Regions from separate parts of the Pan troglodytes genome. Here region 2 is linked to region 1. Evidence: chromatin contacts called from public HiChIP or PLAC-seq data. All regions are on one chromosome and are shown on one strand. Each heading gives the region's core, a stretch centred on a gene start, on an enhancer-like site or on the middle of the called end of the contact. The rest is flanking DNA. Distances are from core to core; before and after follow the strand shown. Region 1 holds the start of SAP30L (SAP30 like). Region 2 holds the start of CNOT8 (CCR4-NOT transcription complex subunit 8).

Region 1 (7,482 bases), core at 2,423-4,922:
CATGCTTTTCTCCAGGAAGAAAGCACAACAAAGCACACTCTGCATCCCTGAGAGGAAGCTAGCCCTCCATGTTAGCTAGACTGGCGAGTCCACTCAGATCAACTGCTCCTCAAGTTCACAGTAACAAACTTCATAGGAGAACAGGGAGAATAGGTGGCTTCCTAAAGCTTTGGCTGGGAGATTTCAGATCAGGACAATAGAATAACGGAATCCTAGCTGTAGGAGAACTTAGCAATCACTAGTGCAATCCCATTGACCCCAATCCGTTTTCTAGATGGGTAAAATGAAGCCATCCAGAGTGAGGAAATGACCTGGCCAAGGTCACCCAGGCCTTCTGCCCCCCCAGTACATGTCTTTTCCTACTCCAGCATTTTCCTTTATACTATTCTCAACTTCCACTTTTCTCCAGAAAAAAAAAAGCAGAAATATGTCAACTGGAGGTATATTAGTATTTTAACAGATCACAGAACACTGCCAAAGTCTATATAAAATGAGTTAAACAGCCTGAGTTGAATTTTTGGTGTTGTTATTTAAAAAGGTTCTCTGCTAGACTCTCTTACAAGACAAATAATCATTTTCTCCTTAACCATTTTCAAGTACATACTGGTTTTCAGAAATTTCAGAGCTCAGTGGCCTTTGGGAGTGGGGTTGGGGCAGGAGGGTGGTAGCAAAGGCTCTAGTTTTTTTTTTTCCTTCACTTTCTGCAATAGCTAAAAATTCTTGTAACATAGCAGTTACCTGGAATTGAATTCCTGCCCAAGCCTGTGAGAAAGAAATAGAATCCCTTTCAGAAATAATGACTCCACAACACCACCTTAAAACAAATTTTGAGTGATTCCACCTGGAAACCTTACTCCCTCAGAAGTATTACCTTTTGGGAACACTAATGCTAGGCTCAGGCTGCCCTTCTTCTAGACAGTGTGTGTGAAATGATCAGCATAGCTCAACACAGGTTTTCCAGTACAGTCAATGGGTAAATAAAAGGAGTCCCAGTTGCAGCAGCAAAATCATTCAGATGGGAAGGCATCCAGTGATCTAAAAGGACTGGAAGATTCTTTTAAGGACTGGAAATTATTATTATAAGCTGCTCAAGTAAAGCAGCTTCTAACAACCTACACGGAAGGTAGGCAGTGTTTCTAAGTGGATGAATTCATTGCCATAAGCATTTCACCTCAACGTGTGACCTAACGAGGGATCACCTTGGTGTCTAGACCCTTGTTTGTTCTCAGATAATTTCCATTCATGCATTCATTGATAGAGATTTGTAGTAAGAAAGCCATTAACTCTCTCCCAACCACTTAAAAATAGCACCTGTCCATGCAAGAGCTGCAACTGTATTATAATGATTAACTTAAAAATGGGGGTAGGAGGGAAGAGTCTGAAGAAAGGACAGGGGCTGGGCGCAGTGGCTCACGCCTGTAATCCCAGAACTTTGGGAGGCCTAGGCGGGTGGATCATTTGAGGTCAGGAGTTCAAGACCAGCCTGTCCAACATGGCGAAACCCCATCTCCACTAAAAATACAAAAATCAGCCAGGCATGGCGGCAAACGCCTGTAATCCCAGCTATCCAGGAGGCTGAGGCAGGAGAATCGCTTCAACCCGGGAGGCGGAGGTTGCAGTGAGTCGAGATCTTGCCACTGCACTCCAGCCTGGGTGACAGAGTGAGACTCCGTCTCAAAAAAAAAAAAAAAAAAAAAAGAAAAAGAAAAAAAAAAAAGAAAAGAAAAAGGACAGGGGAGATTTTTTATTTATTAGAGACTTAATGAAGACTTATGTATAGGGCTTGGAAGTAAATTAGATAATATCTTTAAGAAATTAACCAGCCTCTTAGGTGCTGTGTGTACCTGACACCCTCACTTCCTATCTCCGGGCCTGTTTCAACCCTAAAATCAGAGAGGAAACGCGCACTCCCTTTCAGTTTAACAAGCAGTCTCTGATTTCCACCAACTGTGGAGAAATTCTGATTCTAAAAGAGAATGGATGTTAACCACCTAAGCTCTTAGCTAGTCTACCTGAATATTAAATATCCCCTTAACTCATTTCCAATTCCTAATCATGAAGCAATCACTTAAGGCTTGCAGCAACAGATGTCAAACTAAAAAGTTCTTAATTGGTTGACAATAGGCACAGCTTCAGAATTGTTAACTAGAAGTGGTGAAGTCACACGGGAGAAGTTTCCTATAATAAGCCACAAAGAGCAGGGCAATCCGATTTAAATTTAAATATCCACCCCCTTATTTCAAAAGAAACTACCACTAAGAAAATTGATTTCTTTTCTTCCCCCTCCAGTCACATCGACTGCAAGAGCCATTTCCCAAGACCTGGCCTTGGCCTTATTTCTGCCACATCCTAGAAAAACCCATTCCCACAGCTGCCTGCGAAGCAGCTAGCTCGGTGACCGTCTGCTGATACCGAGGATGCGGGAGCCAGGGAAGTAACTGCCACCTTTCTCTGTCTGAAGGAATAACAGGGTTCCTAGAAGGAGAGAGAAGTTGGAAAAGAGCCGGGTATCTTCATCACTCCCCGCTCCGATTCTTGCTCCTTCAAGGGCCAACAAAACTAACCCACCTCTCCCTGCTCTAAAGTCTAAACCAATAAAACAAGTTGGAAACTGCTGTCCAATCTTCCCAGGCAGCAGGAGTCCTGAAGCCCCCGCCCCCATCCTCCCGGATCTGGGTAGAATCACAGTCAGAGCATGTCAGCGCTGGAGCGGCCTTTGAAATGCCGAGTCCAACTCAGTTCTGCAGAGCCGGGGCGGCGAGGCCCACGGCGGGGAGTGCCCGGGGAGTCCCGACTGGAGCCCGGGGCAGCGGACGGAGAGCTGGGGGCGCCGGGGCCCAGACGCGAGCGGGGGCGGACTCACGCTCTTGTCGATGTCCAGCTTGAGTTTCTTCTGCGAGATGCTCTTCTGGACCCTCTTGCTGAAGGAGGCGTTGCCCGCGGGCCGGACGCAGCGCTCGCCGTCCTCGATGAGGCAGCAGCTCTGGCCGTAGCCCGGGGCGGCGGCAGCTGGGGCGGCGGGGGGCCCTTCGCGGCTGTCCTCCTCCGTGCTGAAGCCGTTCATCTCCCCGCCCCGGGCCGGTCCCTCTGGGGGAGGGTCCCCGGTAGGCCACTCCGCGGCCGCGCTTGCCGCGGGGCAGGTCGCTGAGACCCCCGCAGCCGAGGGTCCCAGAGTCCGTCTCCAGCCCGGGCGCTGCCCTGCCCCGCGTCCGAGAGGCCCGGCTCCCTCGGCCCCCGGCCCTCCGCCTCCGGAAGCCCCCTTCCTCCCGGCTCGAGGCCCCGGGGTCGGCTCCCGCGGCTCGCAGGGCCCCGCCGGGGGTCACCCGGAGGAGCCTTCTGCCGGGGGCCCAGAACCGTAACCCTGCAGCGGGGGTGTCCGGGAGGGCGTCCCAGGAAACAGCCGCTCCCCAAGGACTCCGGGCCTGGGTTGCCAGGGGGTTTCGAAGGCCCCCGCCGGCTCCCGCCTTCTTTCGGCAGCGGGGCAAACTCGCTGCCGGGCAGCTCCCCCGGGGTGGCGCGGCCTCCTCGCGCGGGGCCCGGCCTCGAACCCGCGGCACCCGGGCCCCGCGGCTCGTCCAGCCCACTCCACCCCTGCAGCCACTCGGCTGCGCCCCGAGTCCCGCGGCAGCCCCTGGGCCGCCCGGCCGCCGCCCGCCGAACGCTCCGCACCACAACAGTTCGCTCCCCCCGCCCTCCGCGGGACAGCGGAAGTCCCGCCTTCACGCGACCATTGGTCTCATTTGCTCTCTGGGCGGGGCTGCCGCCGCCGCTGGCGCGTCCCATTGGGCGTCGCCGCCGCCAGTCTCCGGCGCCAGGCTACTTCCTGGACTCTGCTGGGATGGGTTCAAAGTAGAGAAAGTGGAAGAGGAAAGAGTTACCCCAGCGAGAACCGGGAACCGGGCCGCAGACTCTCCGGCCCCGGGGAGGGATGGTGAGCAGGGGCCTGGCTGGACCGAGGGCCAGACTCCGGGAACAGAGGAACACATTCGGGGACAGACAGTAGAGACGCGGACGGGGACGCTGAGGGACAGACTTGGAGGAGCGGCATATGAGGGGACCTAAAGAGGATGGAGGTGCTATCAGGAGAGGGGCGGACTAATAAAATGAAAGGGCCAGGGCCAGAGGACTCGCGGATCCGTGGGAGGAAGGGTGGGTGAAATAGGACGGAAAGCCAGTCATGGCGGGAAAGACAGAGGGACAACCCCATACAGATACGTGGAAAGACATGCGGAGGAGGTGATGGGGGGATCTTGCAAGGTAGTCGCAATATTGGGGGTAGCCGATACCTTCCAGAGTGTGGAGAGTGGGACTGGCTTGGACGGCGCGGAAAGAAAAGGAGAGGGGGAAAGGAGACCCCGAGGGGTTTGGGCGACCCCTCCACTGGGAAGAATGGGAAGTCCGAATGAGGTCTGGAGGGTGGACTAGGTGAGCCGCCGGCAAGAGAAAGGGCTTCAGGGGAGATGAAGTGAAGGCTGGGAGTGGGGCCCAGGGGCCAATCTCGGAATCTAGATGGGGAAGGGCTGCGGTGTCTTGGGCTCTCCCTAGAGCTCCAAGCTGTAGTTCTATTGCTTTGAGTCCCCGGGTCTACCGGCGAAGCGACTGCGCCTTGCCAAGACCCTGCGCTTGGTTTCGGCGCCCAGGGCACCACCTCCCCTCCAGGAAGGGCCGTAGGTTATGCTCTGGTCCAGCACTTCAGTCATGCCACTCTCCAACTGCGCAGCATGGGGACTGATGAGGTCCGAAAGGCGATGGGACCAGCCCAGGGTCGTGTAATTACGTAGGGCTGGGCAGCGTTTTATGGGCAGGGAAGAGGGAAGGCTGTGTTAGGTGATAGGTAAGCAAGTGTCAGTACTAGAGGGCATAGAAGGAGCTTCGGGTTTGTGTCCTGTTGTAAAAGGGAAAGCTACCAGTTTCCATGTTTAGAAGCAGGTGGCTGGTGATCTTAAGTTTTGCTCAGTGGCCATAAACGCATTTGTAGCATCTGAACTGGTAATTTCACACGTGGGACAGCCATCGTCGGAAATAGGCCTACCAGAGATAATATGAAGTACAGCGATGTTCATTATGGAATTATTTATAATAGGAAAAATAAAATAGAACCTCAGAGTTCCAAAAGGGAAGTGGTTAAGTAAACTACCTAAAATCTTCAGAAAGAGATTGTGCAGTTAGCATTTGAGGTAGTTTCAACATCAATGTAAACATTTTCTATAGAGAATAATTCACCATTAATTCTTAAATAAAGAGCTGATGAGGAGTTGGAGAAATGCTTTTTTTATGATAAGTAAAAAAATTCAGGATATGAAATTGCATGGAGGATACGATGTCTGTACATCTATGTTTAAAGAAAAAAAAAACTGTTGGTAGAAAAAATACACCAAAGTACTAACAGTGATTATTTCTGGGTAGCAGGAATATGGCTGATATTTTTCTCCTTTTGTTTAACCTTTGCATTTTCTTTAATAAGCATTATTTTTGTTTTTACGGTAGAAAAAATAGAATAAAAATTAATGGAAAAAAGGCACAGATTAATAGGAGTCTTCCCTCAGAGTTCATATATTCTGTTCAAAAGTAAATTGTTGTTGAACTCATTATGTATACCAAGTATAGGGTTGGCTATAGGAGGAGGATGAAACATAACCCTTGCCCTAAAAGAATATCTCCTATCTGGGGTGTTCAGACATATATGTAGAAAACACTTGGGTATCTGTACCAGGCACTGTGTGATGTTGGGTCCAAAGTCAGTTGGTATGGATGAAACCTCCATGTTTCCCATATTTTTCTAAACAGCATTTGTATTCAATGCTAGGCTATTGCGGTACACAACTTCTTCTGCACCAACTTGCCCTGGTCTAAGGGGATCTAGGACCTTTTCTTAGGTGCTCTGTCTCAGTCCTTGAGGTAGTGGCTACTTATATCTGCTATTCTTGTATTATTTAGCATTCTTTTTTCTTTTTACTAGGCAGTTCCTTATAACTGTAGGGGACTACAGTCCCCTATTATAATTAATACATGTTTATATTATTATTTTCCTGTTCAAATTACTGTAAAGTTACTCTTTCCTGATTACACCCAGCCTGATACGCCCAGCCAGCCTCTGTGTGTGTGTGTGTGTGTGTGTGTGTGTGTGTGGTGGTGGTGGGGGAGTTCATGCTTGTAACTGTTCTTTTTTTTTCTTTTTTCTTTTTTTTTTTGAGACAGAGTTTCACTCTGGTTGCCCAGGCTGGAGTGCAATGGCGCGATCTCGGCTCACGGCAACCTCTGCCTCCCGGATTCAAGCGATTCTCCTGCTTCAGCCTCCCGAGTAGCTGGGATTACAGGCATGTACCACTGCTCCCGGCTAATTTTGTATTTTTAGTAGAGATGGGGTTTTTCCATGTTGGTCCGGCTGGTCTCGGACTCCTAACCTCAGGTGATCCGCCCGCCTCGGCCTCCCAAAGTGCTGGGATTACAGGTGTGAGCCACCGCTCCCAGCCATTCTTTATGTATAATTTTGTAGTCTTTATTCAAGGCATACTTTATCATAATCTTTCCCCATATTGCTATGTAGTTTTCACAGTTGCCATTTTTTATGTAGTACAGTGCAGTTTCTGTAGTACAGTACACTGTGGTGCTAAAGACAGTTGGCTTTGCTGTCAGAACTGGGTTCAGATCTGGACTCCACCCATGACTTGTTATAACATGTTAGCAATTATTTCACTTCTTGAGTCTGATGAAATAGGTGGTGACAAATTCTTAACACAGTGCCTAGAACATCATAAGTGGTTAATAAATGTCAGCTATCATGATTCCTACCGTAGTTACATTTGCCCCCCCTAGAAGTTGGATATCTTTTTTGTGTGGTTCTGTATAATTATTTTTGAACATAAAACTTTTTATTATTTAGGATTATTATTTTTTCTGAGTGCCAGAGATGGAATTGTGGTCAAAGACTACAAAGTTTTCCAAGGTCTAAGGGCCAGGCTCACTGACCCTTTTTTTCTTTCCTGTCTTTTCTGCCCCTGCCCTCCCCACCTTCACTCCTTCCATCCAGTCAGGCCCCAGTTGAGAAGTTATCCCCCAACACGCCTTAAAGAATCAGAGTTGGATACCTTGGCCAAGTAGTCACAGTCCTACAAAAGCTCTTTGCTCTCCTCTTTCTCTCCTCTTTTCCCTTTCTGGGGAATGTGGCATATGGCTCTGGGAGTGATTTCCAATGACTGCCCTTCTTTGGGAACAGGTGGACACTTAGGTGTCCAGTGACTGGGTTTCTAATCCTTGAGTGGCCCCTGATTGTCTAATAGTGAATACTTGCTGGGTTAAGCCTGTGGCTCAAACTGTACTGGTCAGTTTCGCTCCAGCAAATCTGCTGGTTGGAACTGACAGGTGGTTGGTGGGAGTGGTTAGAGCAGAGGCACTAATGGTGGGTCCTGCCTCCTGTGTTCCCCAGGGCCTGGTAGTTGAGCTTGCCCTTGGGTTCTGTAAGGTACTCATAGATATGTTGGC
Region 2 (7,482 bases), core at 3,371-5,870, 410 kb before region 1:
ACACGCACACACGCACACACACACAGTTCTTTCTTGAAGAAACTGAAGTTATTGAAACTTCTGCCCAGCAGTCCTCTGCCACAGAAGTGAAACCACTACCCTAGTTTTTCAGCTCTCTGTAGACTAGACCAAAATAATCCCGTTACCACAAATATGCCCTTATCCATGACTTTCACATCACTTTGCACAGAGACCAAATCATGGAAACAGTCCTACAGGAATCATCTTAGCCATTTTCAATGTACCTGAGATCTCTGGAAACCTGAAAGAATGTGGGCCTAAACTCTCACACTCAAGCCTTTGTACCCATATGATGAATACTGGCACGGGATTCTTCCCCCATCCCACAAAAGGAAATTATTTTTCTCTACAATCCCAAAGTCAAATACAACTAGAGGTAATAAACAATACCAGTGCCTCTTTAGACATACCAGTGCCTCTTTAGATTTGTGCAAACAGAGCATGAAGTGAGGGATTTAAGTGCTAAAAAACAATCCCACTTGCTAATCTGAACCCTAAAAACCACAATGCAAATCAGAATTTTAGTTAGTATTTACTTTTTTTTTTTGAGATGGAGTCTTGCTCTGTCGCCCAGGCTAGAGTGCAGTGGTGCACTCTTGGCTCACTGCAACCTTTGCCTCCTGGGTGCAAGCGATTCTCCTGCCTCAGCCACCCAAGTAGCTGGGACTATAGGTGCACGCCACCACGCCCAGCTATTTTTTGTATTTTAGTAGAGATGGGGTTTCACCATATTGGTCAGGCTAGTCTTGAACCCCTGACCTTGTGATCCACCGGCCAGTATTTACTTTTAAACACATAAATTAAAAAGAAACTATGCAGCAATTCAACAGTAGGACTAAAGATGGCTGGTGTAAATCATTCAACCAGAAACAGAATGATTCATGGTGTATTTTCCAGGAGAAAAATCAGGGAGGGGAAAGTATTCTGTGAGAAAAAAATTCAACATGATTGGGTCTCTGACTAATGCTGTTATTATTATGGCAAACAACGTACAAGGCCTGGTTATAAAAATACAAAAAAGCCGGGCATGGTGGCTCACGCCTATAATCTCAGCACTTTGGAAGGCCAAGGCGGGCGGATCACAAGGTCAGGAGATAGAGACCATCCTGGCTAACACGGTGAAACTCCGTCTCTACTAAAAATACAAAACGTTGGCTGGCTGTGGTGGCATGCGCCTGCAGTCCCAGCTACTCGGGAGGCTGAGGCAGCAGAATCGCTTGAACCCAGGAGGCAGAGGTTGCAGTGAGCCAAGATTGCGCCACCGCACTCCAGCCTGGGCGACAGAGCGAGACTCCGTCTCAAAAACAAACAAACAAGCAAACAAACAAAAAAGAGCTTATCATAAAGGCACTTACTTCTAAGGCAAGCCCACTGCATGGATCCACAACACAATAGTGGGCTCTAATGTATATATTTAAAGAAAATTTCCTAGAAACAGTAAAACGAATGTAAGTGGTTCCCAAGGGACAGAGCAAGGAAAATCTTTGCTTCCTATTTTCAAGATTGGCAGATGCAACAATGAGAATCTGGAGCAAAACAAAACTGGCATCATTTCTCTAAGAAACTTCTGAGAAATCAAACTGTTGGTTTGCCAGCAAACCTTGAAGATTCCATTTATTCAAGGTATCCTATACTTCCACAGATTTTTCTCTGTAATTACAGTAATTAAACTTAAGTAGACTATGTGGTATCTCCCCCAAAAAACATAGTAGAAACTTCTTAAAGCCAGAATAAATTTCTTCTGTTGTTTTTGTTCTATTACAGGCTTGCAAAAGAACAATAAAGATCAGGAAAAGAGAGAAGTTCAGAATGAATGTGGAGTAAATTACACTATCTGACCATAATTCAGAAAATGTTTCGACTCAGAATTTTAGATTCCTAAACTTGCTTAAGATTTCTCCCCTGCAAAAGGCCTTAAAACCATTTTCTATACCCATATAATGTTAAATCGGTGGTACTTCCTTATTTCCCTAACTGAAATAATACCCTTCATTTTTGGTGTCATTTCAAACATAACCATAACTACTTTGGAGGAAGTGGGTGTATCACTCCTGAGTTTTTGTGAGATGTTTCCGTAAAAGCAAAAGCAACAACAACAACAAAAAACCCCACACAACCAAAAGATGCCTTTAACTTCCATTTAAAAGAGAATTGGTTTTTAAAAAGCTAACCACTGTTATACATATCTGGCATATATATGGGGACTGCCAAAGCCAGACAGTTGGCAAAAATATGTAAGCCATTTTTGCTCCAAAGTTAGCTAGGATCTGTGGGGAAGTAAACAATAGCTTGGAAGCCCCTGAATGTAGTGCCACTCAAAAATTAAAGAGGAATCGCACTATGCACATTTAATTTAGCAAGTCAAATTACTGCATATGCTGACCAAAAAATAAAATAAAATAGCAACTTAAATACCAGCAGGATAAGGGCAGTGGCTCACACCTGTAATCCCAGCACTTTTGAGAGGCTGAGGCTGCAGAATCACTTGAGCCCGGAGTTCGAGACCAGCCTGGGCAACAAAGTGAGACCCCCCGTCTCTACAAAAAGTACAAAAACTTAGCCAGGCATGGTAGTGTGTGCCTGCAGTCCCAGCTACTCAGGAGACTGAGCTGGGAGGATCACTTGAGCCCCAGGAAGTCAAGGCTGCAGCAGTGAGCTGTGATTACGCCACTGCATTCCAGCCTCAGCGACTGAGCAAGAGCACGTCTCAAAAAAATCATCATCATCATCATCATACCAGCAATTCTGCCTGCCACTTTCCACTTTGTAAGCACATGCTCCAAAATGAGCCTAAGATAGGGGTTTGTCTTCCTCCTTTTAAGCCTCCTCAGGGCAAGCATCTCACAGCGCATCACAACTCTATGGCTTTCAAATATGCTTATTTGCACAACACAGCCCCTAAAGGTAATCTAATTACTTATCTGGGTTACAACCAAAGCAACAGTAACAAGTTTCAAAACTGAAGGAAAAACCGTCCAGGATGTAGTCAGAAACAGGATGCTAATCTCAAGCGTTGCACCTTCCTAGGAATTTTTAAGGATTAATTTTTATTACATACAATGTTTGCCTCACGGGCTGACTTAAAAACTTGACTCCCACATGAGCTACACAGAAAACTGTGCAAGAAGGAAAGGTTTTCACAAACACACTCACACCTATGAATTACTGAAGTCCCTGCTCTGTGTTGACCTGCAGTGCAGTACGTTCAGATCGCTCCCGTTCATCTACGGTGTAAACTTCTCCAAAACATAGCTCCTTATTTACACAGGAAAGCTCTGAAGGGCAACTAATGATAAAGCCACAGGAAAGTTTTCTCTGCAAGCAATCAAGGCCTTGCTCGGGAAAAGAAACGTTGAGTCTGATTTTGTTCGTTTAAGCCCAAGTGTACAAGGAAACAATAGACATCACTTCCTTATTCTAGAGGACTGAACAAAGGCTTTGCCGTGCATAGATATGATAGAAAAGGAAGTGGCACGTTTGAAGAAATAAATAGCAGCAGCGTTTAAGAGGATCCTCTGACCCTCCCTTACCTCCAAACAGTGTCTCAAGGCACTGCCCTGGATTGAACCGCAGTTCAAACTTCTTAAAACCACCCGAATGGCCCAGGCCCAGTTGGCTCCTCCATTCGTAAAGCCATAGAACACCAAGAAAAAGTTATGGGGCCGCAAGAACTAAGGAAGAGGCGGCGATTTAGAAGGGGGAGGCCCGCAAGATTCCAAATTCAGGTCCTCCTCCCCACTACTCCGTCTCCCATCATCATTCTCTTCTCGTTTATCATCATCCTTCCACTTCAAATCACACTCAGTCCTCCTCCTTCTGACACGCCATTCTTCTTCTGTTTTTGTTTGTTTGGTAAAGCAAAGTTAAAATTACGGGCCTTAGGACTAAGATAACTAAGTTCAAAGCCAGGCCAGGCCACGTAGTAGTCGTGTGTCCTTGCATAAGCCACTTAATCTATTTCGTGCCTCGGTTTTCCTATCTTGTAAAATGGGTTTGATAACAGTACGCACCTCGGAGGATTGGAGTAGAAGTTAAAATGAAGCATATGAGATGCTTTGTAAAGTCCCCGCACATATTACTCGAATATTATCGTGTGACGGTGGCCATTATTATTACTACTCTTTGCTGGGGTTCCTCTCCTCCTCACACACCCTGCCCCTTACACACGCCCCCACTCCCCTTCCCCCTACAGACCCCCAATGGTCTCTCACACTCTTTCATCTTACGCTCCTCTTTCCGGTAAGCGCAGGCCCGCTTACCGGGACCGACAGGGCCCGCGAAGCGCTGGCTGGCTGGCTGACGAGCTGGCGGGCTGGCGGGCTGACTCCCCGACGGCGGCGACGGCAGCCCCTGGCCCGGAGCTCTTTTCCCTCTACCCCGGATCTGCTCCTAGAACCGAACGAGCCAGTGAGGTGAGCGCCCCCGTGCCCAGAGCGGTCTTACGTGCCTCCCACCAAACAACCGGACGGCACCACTCTACCCACCCGATCCGCCCGACTCGCCTGCTCTCTAGTCACTCCAGACGCGCGCGCGCGCCTGGTCCCGCCCGCTCCTCCCCCTTTGCGCGCCCCTGCGACTCCGTGCGTGTTCGCTCTGCCTGTGAGGTCGCGGGAAGCAGCGCGCAGGCGCAGAAGTAACAGGGCACCGCCGAATAGGTGGGGAGTGGAGGCCTGGAAGCACGCTTGCGGAAGACGGCCCGCCTGCGGCCCTCTTCGCGTGATTAGTTGCGCTCGCTCAATTTAATCATGATTCTTACTCCTCCATTTTGGTCCTCTTTCCGAGCGAACAAGGAAGGGGCGTGGTCTAGAACTAGCGCCCCCCCACCCCCCCGCCGTGGGCGCGGCCTGGAAAAATCCAAAGGCCGAGGAAAGGGCGTGGCCCTTCGAACAAACCCCTCGAATTACCACGCCCCCTCCTCCTGGCTTTGAAGGACCGTTAAAATCGTTGGCACGAAGGGATTTGTGAAGAGGCTGACGGAGAAAGAGGTTGTCGCGACTTTCTGTTCTAACATGGCCCCGTAGATGTCTCACTTAACAAAGCATCTATCTTACGGTTCCTTTCTGGCAAACAATTGTTGGGGGTGGGGCGGCTCCCCAAAGCCGAATGTGGGTGACGTCCGCCAAGGCCCGCCTACCTCCCGGCCTCACCGAGCAGAGCGAGGAACATTGCCATAGCAACTGGCCCGCCAGGGTCTGCTCGAGTTACAAAGAGGACGGCGCCTCCCGTGGGCACGGCGCCTGGCCAGCGCAGGCGTCGCCGGGCTCTTCAGAGCTCCAAAATCTTTGCGGACGCGCAGGGAGCTCGCCAGATTTTAGTGTCGAGACCCACGGGCTCAGGCCTCGCCCAGGAGCTTCTGAGGCCCCTCTGCCAGCCCCTTGGTTCCCTCTTAATCCTGCTTGAAGAGAGGGCTCTTGACCGACGCCGGCCCTGGGCAGCGTGTGGCCAGCTGGGGCGCGCCTCCGCCTCGTGTTCTCCGCGGTGGGAGAGCAGACAAAGCGCCGGCTTCCTGCACACAGTGTCGGCGGCGGGCCGCCCTCAACCACTCCCGCCAGCGCTCCACCCCTGTTCCCGAGAGGACGTGGGGGCTGCCCCAAGCACGGTTCTAGTTCTTGTCCCAGATGCTTGTACTTGAGAGGCTGTTGATAAGAAAACGGCAAATGTACCCCTAGTGACGAGGAGAGGGGCTTCTACTATTCACTTTGCACTTTTAAACATTTCCCCCTAAGGGGATTCTCCAAAATCCTCCAATTCCTAGGCTGGATGCCGAGCTGGCCTTGAGCGGCAATTTCAAACGGGATTCCCAAAAGCTATTCTCCAGGGAGGTGAACTAGCTCCAGCCTCCAGGATAAGAGCATCAAATGCACTTTCTGAACTCCAGTCCTCCTCTTCTCCCCCCCCAAATGAGTGTCTAGCTCCTTATCTGCAAAATTAGGTTACGAATGGCTGTCCTGAGCTCGTGAAGATTAAATAGTTAATAATTGGAAAAACACCCCGCACCGAGGAAGATATAAAAGAGCGTTCAATAAATGGCATGTCTCACTTTGCTCTCCCTAAAACAGTCGATTTGGGGCCGGGATTGGTGGCTCACTGAGCCTGTAATCCCAGCACTTGGGGAGGCCAAGGCAGGCGGATCACCTGAGGTCAGGAGTTCAACACCAGCCTGGCCAACATGGCAAAACCCTGTCTCTACTAAATAATACAAAAATTAGCTGGGCGTGGTGGAGGGCACCTGTAATCCCAGCTACTCCGGAGGCTGAGGCAGGGAGAATTGCTTGAATCCAGGAGGCGGAGGTTACAGTGAGCCTAGATCGTGCCACTGCACTCCAGCCTGGGCGACACAGCAAGACTCCCTCTCAAAAAATAAAAAAATAAATAAACAGTGATTCCGTTGAGGGATACACTGATAAAGAAGGCAGGCAAGTGCCCCATCCACCAGTCAGTTCTATGGGTTTTTTTTTTTTTTTTTTTTTTTTTTTGAGACAGAGTCTTGCTCTGTCGCCCAGGCTGGAGTGCAGTGGCGCAATCTTGGCTCACTGCAAGCTCCGCCTCCCGGGTTCATGCCATTCTCCTGCCTCAGCCTCCCGAGTAGCTGGGACTACAGGTGCCCGCCACCATGCCCGGCTAATTTTTTTCTCTTTTTTTAGTAGAGACGGGGTTTCACCGTGTTAGCCAGGATAGTCTCGATCTCCTGACCTCGTGGTCCGCCTGCCTCGGCCTCCTAAAGTGCTGGGATTACAGGCGTGAACCACCGCGCCCGGCCAGTTCTGTGGGTTTCTAACGTGCTTTCTTCCACTTGTAATTTAGAGTCAGAAGAGGCTAGCGCTGACAGGCAGGCAGTAGTCACATGAAAAGCGGCCTCCCCAATCCTTTCTTGGAATTTTGTTTTTTCCTGTGGCACTGGGCCTGGTGTGCGCTAAAACAAACAGGAAACACCATGTCCAGCCCCACTACCACCCCTCACCCAGAACTGGGTGTTCGTTTCTCAAATTATTGAAAATAGATATAAAGCAAACAGATGGATTTTATTTTAGGAGAAGTTAGAGTGTTACTCTTTTTTTTTTGAGACAGAGTCTCGCTCTGTCGCCCAGGCTGGAGTGCAGTGGCGCAATCTTGGCTCACTGCAAGCTCCGGCTCCCGAGTTCACGCCTTTCTCCTGCCTCAGCCTCCCTAGTACCTGGGACTACAGGCGCCCGCCATCACGCCCGGCTAATTTTTTGTATTTTCTTTTAGTAGAGAAAGGGTTTCAATGTGTTGGCCAGGATGTTCTCGATCTCCTGACCTCGTCATCCTCCCGCCTTGGCCTCCCAAAGTGCTGGGATTACAGGCCTGAGCCACCGCACCCAGCCTAGAGTGTTAACGTTTTGAACATTGGATATGATGCTGTACTCATGGATATCGCAAAATTAGAATAATTTTCCAGAAGTCACTGCTTCCCAGTCGGAAGGAAGCCCCTAATGAATG

The links. HiChIP or PLAC-seq counts read pairs in DNA pulled down with a chosen protein or histone mark.
Region 2: an H3K4me3 HiChIP or PLAC-seq map of stem cell-derived excitatory neurons shows a contact between it and region 1, with 2.5 times the contacts expected there. The contact joins the promoter of CNOT8 here to the promoter of SAP30L in region 1. A contact is called at or near these places in 1 of 7 Hi-C or Micro-C datasets (stem cell-derived neural progenitor cells) and 1 of 1 datasets of contacts at active chromatin or transcription factors (stem cell-derived excitatory neurons).

What each region holds. Positions count from the first base shown.
Region 1 is chr4:152,135,358-152,142,839 of NHGRI_mPanTro3-v2.0_pri, reverse strand. SAP30L (SAP30 like) reads right to left here and starts at 3,672. Exons shown (of 4, transcript XM_518049.8): 1 at 2,864-3,672. The coding sequence starts at 3,064. LOC134810120 (a long non-coding RNA gene) reads left to right here and starts at 3,756. Exons shown (of 3, transcript XR_010157382.1): 1 at 3,756-3,931; 2 at 6,199-6,317.
Region 2 is chr4:152,550,965-152,558,446 of NHGRI_mPanTro3-v2.0_pri, reverse strand. It overlaps CNOT8 (CCR4-NOT transcription complex subunit 8), which reads right to left and starts at 4,620. Exons shown (of 8, transcript NM_001246536.1): 1 at 4,524-4,620; 2 at 4,281-4,410. FAXDC2 (fatty acid hydroxylase domain containing 2) reads left to right here and starts at 4,924. Exons shown (of 11, transcript XR_010157389.1): 1 at 4,924-5,006.